Linked DNA regions of Zea mays: regions 1 and 2 are each linked to region 3. A link is a contact called in public Hi-C data. All regions are on one chromosome and are shown on one strand. Each heading gives the region's core, a stretch centred on a gene start, on an enhancer-like site or on the middle of the called end of the contact. The rest is flanking DNA. Distances are from core to core; before and after follow the strand shown.

Evidence for each region. Hi-C and Micro-C count contacts between places; a contact is called where the count stands out from the background.
Region 1: a Hi-C map of bundle sheath shows a contact between it and region 3, with 2.8 times the contacts expected there. The contact joins the promoter of LOC100284227 here to the promoter of LOC100280330 in region 3. A contact is called at or near these places in 2 of 25 Hi-C or Micro-C datasets (bundle sheath and tassel).
Region 2: a Hi-C map of root tip shows a contact between it and region 3, with 2.1 times the contacts expected there. The contact joins the promoter of LOC100381625 here to the promoter of LOC100280330 in region 3. A contact is called at or near these places in 4 of 25 Hi-C or Micro-C datasets (ear, root tip, tassel and 1 more).

The regions. Positions count from the first base shown.
Region 1 is chr6:137,997,132-138,000,176 of Zm-B73-REFERENCE-NAM-5.0, reverse strand. LOC100284227 (serine/threonine-protein phosphatase PP1) reads right to left here and starts at 1,440. Exons shown (of 4, transcript NM_001157122.1): 1 at 1,074-1,440. The coding sequence starts at 1,275.
Region 2 is chr6:137,611,112-137,613,956 of Zm-B73-REFERENCE-NAM-5.0, reverse strand. LOC100381625 (Gamma-tubulin complex component 4) reads left to right here and starts at 1,570. Exons shown (of 16, transcript NM_001174442.1): 1 at 1,570-1,814. The coding sequence starts at 1,636.
Region 3 is chr6:137,741,643-137,744,521 of Zm-B73-REFERENCE-NAM-5.0, reverse strand. It overlaps LOC100280330, which reads left to right and starts at 1,562. Exons shown (of 6, transcript NM_001153256.1): 1 at 1,562-1,971. The coding sequence starts at 1,782.

The DNA.
Region 1 (3,045 bases), core at 191-2,690, 260 kb before region 3:
TAGCTAATTTCACTAATAATTTTTAGCTAACTAACTATTAGTTTTAGTGCATTCAAACACCTGCTAATTTACAGATCAAATACATGGTTTGAAAAGAGGACTACATGTTCATGTCAACACAAATTCTCAATCGCACAAGTCAGTACACCTAACTTAAAAAGTGTACTCGAGGGCATTCCCTTGTACCTAAGGGGTATTTGAATGCATTAGAGCTAACACTTAGGGCGTGTTTGGTTAGAGGGACTAAAGATTAGTCTCTAGTTTTTAGTCTCATTTAGTCCCTTTTTTGCCAAACACTAGGACTAAAATATGGACTAAAATGATTTAGTCTTTAGTCCTTCACATATGTGCTAAAAGGGACTAAACCATATTAATTCCACATTTACCCCTCATTTAGTTCAATTGTACTATAGTAGTAGAATGTTAAAGGTCATTTTAGTCTTCTTATGAGTCATTTAGTATATTCTTACTATTTTTAGCCCCTAGAACCAAACATGTTAGGGACTAAACTTTAGTCCCCTAACTAAACTTTAGTCCCTAGACTAAAGAAACCAAACATGGCCTTAGTTGGCTAAAAAAGTTGCTAATGGAATTGGCTAGAAAGTTGCATTAGAGCTATTAGATAATTTGCTAAAAATAGCTAATAGCTGAACTATAAGCTATACTGTTTGGATATCTTCAACTAATTTTAGCAGCTAACTATTATCTCTAGTACCCGATCATTACTCCCGCCAACTTATCCATACTTCCATCAATCATTTCCATGCCTCTCAGGCTGCAAACGTAACATGTAAGGAATGCAGACAGGAAAACATGGCACCGACGGGTTACTCCTATCAAACAACTTTTTTTTTCCCGGGTCGCCCAAATCCAACCGTGACTGAGCAATTCGCCATGGAAGCCCAAAAGTAGCACGACCAAATTACCCTTTCCCCATCCAAAACGGGGAGACCGCAAAGCCGAGGGATGGATGGAATTAGGCGGCGTCCCAAACGAAAAGGGGAAGGACCGAAGGAATCAGGCGGCATCGCCCAGGTAGATACATAGATAGATAAGAGAAAGGCGACGATTACCGCAGATCTTGACTGGGGCGTGGATTCGGAGGAGATTGGGCTGGGAGAGGAGCACCCGCTTGCCCTCTACGCAGAGCTGCCGGATCTCCGCCTCGGACAGCTGCACCTGGCGCCCGCCTCGGCCGCCCTCCACGAGGCGGCGCACCATCTCGTCCACCGCCGCGCCCTCCATCGGCCCCATCGGTGCCCGCGTCATCATCATCTTCCCGCCCCCTTCCTTCCTGCCCGGAGACGGCCGCGGCGTGTGGCGCAGGACGAGAGAGAGAGAGAGAGAGAGAGAGAGGGAGAGAGGAGTGAGGAAGAAGAGGGAGAGGGTGGGTGGGCCCGGGGGCCGTGGGGGGTGGGGAATGTGGATTGTGGAACAAATGGAGGTTGTCGTCGACGAACCGAACAATTCGTCGGGCTGAAGTGTTCAAAACCGCGTGAAGGAGCATCCACCGTTGGTTCCGCGATGGACGGCCTCTGATCAACGAGGCGGATCTCTATCCAACCGTTTTGTCATTTGCTATTGACAAGGAGAATTTTGGAATTACGACATTACGATAATTGGATTTTGTTAAATTGTCATCAAATATATAGGTTTCGTCAAATTATCATCAAATATAAGGGTTTCGTTCTGGTGCCATTATTAACTGGGACACCTACGCTAAAATGTCAAGAAAACAGTTGGGGCGTAACCCTCTTAGCGACGTGCCATATCGAAAGTCGGGTATGATGTTAAATGGGTAAGGGTCGAGACACCACCCACTTGGTGGCACACCGTATCGTGATCTGGATGCGGTGTCAAGTGAGCAAGGATCGGGTCGTCGCTTCCTTAGTGGGCTAGTGGCGCGCTACATCGGCGTCCGGGTGTTGTGACAAATGTACAAGGGTCTTCGCTCCTGTCTCAACGGGTGCGAGGGGTAAGGAAGCTAGTTGAGCCGACTAGGATCCGTGTAGGTAGTTGGAAGGTAGGATCCCTTACAGGTAAGCTAAGAGAGTTAGTCGATGCAGCGAGAAGGAGCCGTGTTAATATCCTATGTGTCCAGGAGACAAAATGTAAGGGCAAAAAGCGAAGGAGGTGGAGAACACTGGTTTCAAACTATGGTACTCAGGAACAGTGGCAAACAAAAAGGAGTAGGTATCCTGATTGATAATACCCTCAAGGATGGAGTGGTGGACGTCAAAAGGCAGGGAGATATGATTATCCTAGTCAAACTAGTTTTGGGATGTAGTCTTGAACATTATAAATGCTTATGCCCCTCAGGTTTGTCTTAGTGAGAGCGAGAAGATGAAGTTCTGGAAAGACTTAGATGACATGGTCAGAGCGGTACCCACCAATGAGAAGCTTTTCATAGGAGGATATCTCAATGGTCATGTAGGTTCAACAAATGTAGATTATGAGCTAGCTCATGCAGGCTTCGGGTATGGTAGTAGGAATCAAGAAGGAGATGATATTTTGGACTTTGTTGTAGCCTACAACCTATTGATAGCCAACACTTTCTTTAGAAAGAGAGATTCTCATTTGGTGACTTTTAGCAGTGGCCATCGTTCGAGCCAGATCGACTTCGTGCTCACAAGGAGAGAAGATAAACAAGCTTGTTTGGATTGTAAGGTGATACCTGGAGAGAGTGTTGAGCCCCAACATAATCTTGTGGTGGCTGACTTCTGTTTTCGGATCAGTACCCATAGGGTTAAACAAGCCAAAATTGCGAGGACGAAGTGGTGGAAACTCAAAGGGGAGACATCCGAAGTTTTTAGGGAAAGAGTTTTTGTGGAGGGCGCTTGGTCCGAAGAAGAACATGCAAACATCATGTGGGTGAAGATGGCAACTTTTATTAAGAAGGTGGCGTCAGAGGTGTTTTGAGTGACCAAAGGGAGCAGCGGTGAATCTGAGGATACTTGGTGGTGGATCGAGGATGTTCAAAAGGCAATAAAGGAGAAAAAAATTTGTTACAGGAGCTTGTTCCATGACAGGAGCGCAGTTAAAATA
Region 2 (2,845 bases), core at 321-2,820, 130 kb after region 3:
CACGGCTCTGGGTCGAACGGTTTGTGACATGGCGCAAGAGTGTCTCCTACTCTGCGCACATCTGGACGGTCCCGCGCCTAGGGCTCGGACGGTTCGTGATGACGCAGAGGGTCTTCTTCTTCGTAACAGACCTAGATCTCGCCTTCCGGGAGGGACCCCGTCAGGGAGGAGAGATCCTAAGGTGTCTTGGCGTCGACAGGCCACCCAAGACGTCTCTAATTGACGTAGAGCCGAAGGGATGTGAAAATTTGAGGTAGAGGAAGGCTAAACTAATGTTAAACTAAAGCTACTCCTAATGCAAAAAGAAAAAAAACGATAAGTAGATTTGATTTGATCGATTATGGAGAGTTCAATCGGACGTAGTCTTTTATCTATATAAAGGGGAGGCTTGGACCCGTTATAAGTCGTTTCCCAAGTTAATTCTACAGATTTAACTAACAAATTCTAAAAAAACTCGGAATCCTAACTGATTCTGTATACGCGCGGACTCTCCACGCCACCATCGTGTACCGTCTGGACCGCGGACTGCCCGGACCCAGAATCGTCCGCGAGAACGCGACGAGTACGTTTTGTGTGTTCAACCGGAGTTATCATACCTTGAGAATGGAGTTGATCCCGCACGACGTTGCTGAGTTGAGCATACATGAGTTGGAGAGCGCAATGATGACCGTGAGTTGGCTTGGGCTAAACAGATCTCGATAGATGGATCGCAACAGCCTCCGCTCAGTTGACATACCCATTACAAATGCATTAGGTATCCATATCATGTATTTGATATTTTTTCTTGCTACCTCCAACCCAAAAAAGACAATTCTCGTCTTTAGAGATTTCTTTAAGTTTAGCTAAATCTATAAAAAATATTAATATCTTTGGTAAAAATTATCTAGAGGGCGTTTGGATAAGTTTATTTTGGAGAAATTAGAATCTACTTAATAAAATAGGCTATTTGATTTGAAATTTGACACTCCATCTTTTTCCAATAATTTAGATATAATCGTATCTTAAATTTATATCTTAAATTTATAGAGCGAAAAATGAAATTTCATTTTATGTATCATTAGGTTATATTTCTAACTTGCAATTTATAACACGCCATTCATCTAACTCTTATATAGAAAATGTAGCACATACATATCATACAAATGTATTCTACATAAAATCATATAGTTTAATGTCTTGTGCCTAAATTATGGTTATCAGAATGTAAGTCAATTCAAAGGATCAAAACAGTGCATTGGAGATTTATACTCCTGTATGCTTAAAAAGAGCAATTATCATTTTTTGGAGCCAAAAGTTTTAAGTTTATCAAAATCTGTAAAAAATACTAACATCTATGGTTGCAAAACATATTTGGAGATAAACGTGCTGATATCATTTTTTTAAGTTTATCAAAATGATATTTTTTTAAATTGAATTATTTCAAATTTAGAATTGTCGGACGAGGGAGTAAGTTAACCGCAAACTCATAGCAGCACGGTTAGAATTATTCAAAAATCCATTGAAACGAACTAAAACTCCGCCGTCCGCCCGTCCCCGCCCTTTTCCTTCTCTTCTCCCACTCTCACTATACCCATTTCTCGAGATCTCGGCGAAACCCTAGTGAAACCCCCGCCGTGGGGGCACCAAGACGCCGCAATGCTGCACGAGCTCCTCCTCGCGCTGCTCGGCTTCACCGGCGACTTCGTCCTCGACGTCTCTCTGCCGCGGCGCCGCGCCGCCTCCCAGGACGCCGGCGAGGATGGAAACGGAGACGGTGAGGTGGGCCCCTCCTTCCGCCTCGCGCCGGACCTCACCTTCCTCCAGCCATCAGAGAGGTAAGGGCAAACACCTACACCCGCCCGCGGACGCGAATATGTGGCAGTGCTGTAGTGCTATGCGGCGTCCGTGATCTGCTTGGGATTGGGATCTTTGTGCGGCTGTGGGCGGATATGGAGTTAGGTGTGGAGGGGGTGGTAACGGGCCATTTAATTTAGCCTAGCAAATTTACGGATCGAATCAAGTTAGGGCCGGATCATAAAACAATACAATTTTGAACTAACAAAATTAAGGGCCTTGTTGATTTATGAAGCAAGTATTAGGGCCATGATCCATTACCACCCCGTGTGGTCAGGTGCCACCGAGTTCTGGAGAAATTTATGCAGAAAATTACCTTTATTGGTGGTTCTTATGCATGCCTAAGCACAATTTCGTCACTTGATGTTTATTAGTTCATGAAATTATCGCCATAGCCATCCATTTTTGGACCATAGCATGCTTTGTGAAATTTGCAATGCAATGAATACACATACACTGGTTGAGTCGATCAGTCTGGAGTTATACAATCTACATTTTGCCATTATCTCATTAGAAGAGCACAAATTTCATGGTAATGAAAATCGATACTTATATCCCGTCTTCTGCTCAGGAATAAGCTTTCCGTTTTTTTGGTTCCTGGGAAGTGGAAAACACGCCTCTGGATAACTGGGAAAATTGATACTTAATCCACTAGAGTTCATGTTCACAGGTTCTGAACTTCACTCTGCTCAGGGCCTGTTTGGTAACAATGTTTCACAAAACCATGATTTTACAATACTATACTTTGCAATTGTCATGACAAAACCATAGTTTTGGTCAGCTCTAAGAACACTAGCTATTGTTTGGATAAAAAACTCAGCTGGGGAGGGTAAGCCCACCCTTGCGGTATTACATTAATAGAAGGCCGTGGCAACGGTCCCAACCGAGAAACCCCCGAACCCTGTCCTCCCATCACTAATGGGCTGATTCAAGCTGCCCACTCTGCAAAGGCCCACCTAGGCCTGAGGGTGGCGCATAGCCGAGTCATAGCCTGAGAGCAGATGAGGAACAA
Region 3 (2,879 bases), core at 313-2,812:
TCCTGGTGAGTATATGAGCGCGGTTACAAGAGGATTCTCTGGATAGAGGGCGCAGAGAGTTTTTGTGGGTGGCTAAGTAGAACAGGGTCGATCCTTCTGAAGGGGTGCCCCCTAGGCCTTATATACTCGACCGTAGGGCAGTACACGTGGGTATGATAACAACAAGTAGCTAAAAGATAGTGAACCTCTTGAGTTTATCCCTACGTAACCTTCGCCGACTTATCCTCGCATGGCTCTTGCTGCATGGGGGCTTCAGCGCGGGAAAGTCGGGTCTTTGTTGTGATTCATTCGTTCGTCGTTGTGGGCCGCCTGTGTTTGCACTAATCAGTCTTACGTCTTCTTTGTTGGTTGCCTTTCCCTAGGCCCACGAAAGAATGACCTTACGAATTATTGGGCCCTTGGGCCTTTCGTGAGGCCTTTTACTTCTTTAGTGGACCCAGGGGATATCTGTCCCCCACACTAGCTGCAAGTGCCTATGCAGGTTATGCCGACGGGTCCAGGCCGACAGCTTCCAGCAGCTACACAAACTATCCGGGATCCGTCTATCGCCCCCAGCAACCATTTATTCGACTCATCTCCCTTATAAGTGTTGTGTCGGTGATAAGGTGTAACTTTACTCATTTTCTTTCTTTCTTTTTGACTCATCCATAGCGCTGGGTTTTGGAGGTCTAACTGATGTAGTCCAGTTTCTTTCAAATTTGTATGAGACGTCGGTCAAATTGAGTGTTCTCATCTATATCTATATTACACTATTAAAACCTAATATGGGCATCTCATGCTACCTCGTCGTCGCCCCCCACGAACTTCGCACCGACAGTTCCACCTGTTCGGCTCGCTCGTCGTTCCATTCCGTCCTCGCCCCCATTCTTCTTGTACGCGGCTGATTGCGACCCTCGCCCTCGCCTCCCCACAGCACCAAAACTGACCCCTCCCCGCGCAGCCTGTGCTGCCTCGGGGACGCCATTGTCGGCAATGCGGTAGAAGCATGCTTGGCCCGCTCCACAGGCTCCTCTCGATGTGCGGCGGGGTCTAGCCCACCTCATCGGCCCCGGTGTCGTGGTCTCCTTTGGGGACGACTCTAAGGGCTGCAACGACCTGTTTTGGTGACACGACCTCGTGCGCTGCCATATCGGCAACGTCTCCATCATCGTACCCTAGGCCAACCTAGTGCTCGAGGAACTTTTCTCATAACAGTATAACACACATTTATATATAACCTATTATGATATTATATATTTCGTTGCAACGCACGGACACTCACCTAGTATATATATAAACCAATACATTCATATGTCTATAGCTAATACTCGGTTATACATATGCTCCCGACTTTACGTAGTTTTTTACTGAGATAAGAAACGGTACCAAGTCATAAAATAGTCCTTAGTACAGTACTACTGTACAATGTGACAGTTAGAGTTGTAATAACAAACTATACGAGGTGTTCATAGCAAAACACCCGTATTATTCGCTTTCTTGCGCCGCTCCCTGTTTTTTTCCAGTTTTTTATCTCTCTATATCTAATTTCTCGTGGAGGCGAGCAGATAGACAGGAGAGAGAACGCACGCAAGAACGCGCTCTCCTCGCGATTGGACAGGGCGCGAACACCCCGAGGACGCGCGCGATCCCCGAGGACACGGGGGTGACAGCCTCGCCGTCGCCGGGGCGGCCGTTTCGAGCTCCGTCCCGCCTCGGCCCGGCTCAGATTTGGTGGGATCCGGCCAAGAAATCCCGCAGTTGGTGAGGAGGAGAGGAGGGGAGAGGAAGGGAGGGCGGAGGGGATGGGCGTCGGTGCGGAGCCCAAGGATCAGGCGGCGACGGCCGCTGGGGTGCCGGCAGAGCAGGACGAGGCGGGCGGGAAGGAGGACAAGGCCGCCGCGGTGTCCTGCTCGATCTGCCTCGACGCGGTGCTCGCTGCGTCCGGGGAGAGGTCCACCGCCAGGCTGCACTGCGGCCACGAGTTCCACCTAGGTAATTCTTCATAGACGCCGGATCTGTCGGTGGATTGTTGCTTGCGAAGTTTGTGGTTCAATCGCGTGGTAGGTGCTATTTTTGGGTTGTAGTGTCAAATTGAATGTGTGGATCCTTAAATGTGGCCAAATTCGTAAAAGTTTGTTTAATTTCGCTGAAATAGAATCGGTTTCATAATTTGTAGTTGCCTCTATGCTGAATTTTGGGCTAAGAAGTTCTAAAGGTCGGATCTTTTCAGCTGTATAGGCTTATGCTTTTGTTGCATGAACATGTTTTGTGGATGATTTTTTCCTATTTCAGTTGGCTTCATATGTCGGTACTGTTTGTGTGCGAGATTTGTTGTATGAGGATGATTTGAGAGTGTGCATGATTCTGAATTTTAGATTCAAGTTCGAGATGTCTATTTTTTCTTGTAACCTTGAATAATTTATAGTTACTTTAAAGGTTTTATGTGCCAATTTTGTGCTCTATCAATCTACTTGATAAAAGGCCCCATTTTTTGGGAGCAAGTCAATATTGAGACGGTGATTTGCAAATATGTTAGGAAATGTTACCAGTCTGTCTGTGCTGAAGAGCTCCAACTGCCTGAGAACCATGAGATGCAGAGAAGAAGTTTGTCGCCCCAATTCTCATTGGGCTGGTGCAGAGTGGGCCAAGTGAGCCCGGCCTGTTGGCCGTGTGTGTGGTGAGGAGTCCAGTATCGTATAAGTATCGTGTCTTGTAACAGGGAAAAGGGATCGAAAACTAAAAGATACAATTCCCAGCTTTCTGCTTCTGTTCTTCCTTCCCGAACTCTCTTCTTCCCTTCCTGTTGGCACTCCCTTCCTCTTGGTGTGTTAACAATTGGTATCAGAGGTCCACCGATCCTCAGATCCTCTTCTTCCCATGGCGTCTTCTCTGATCGATCC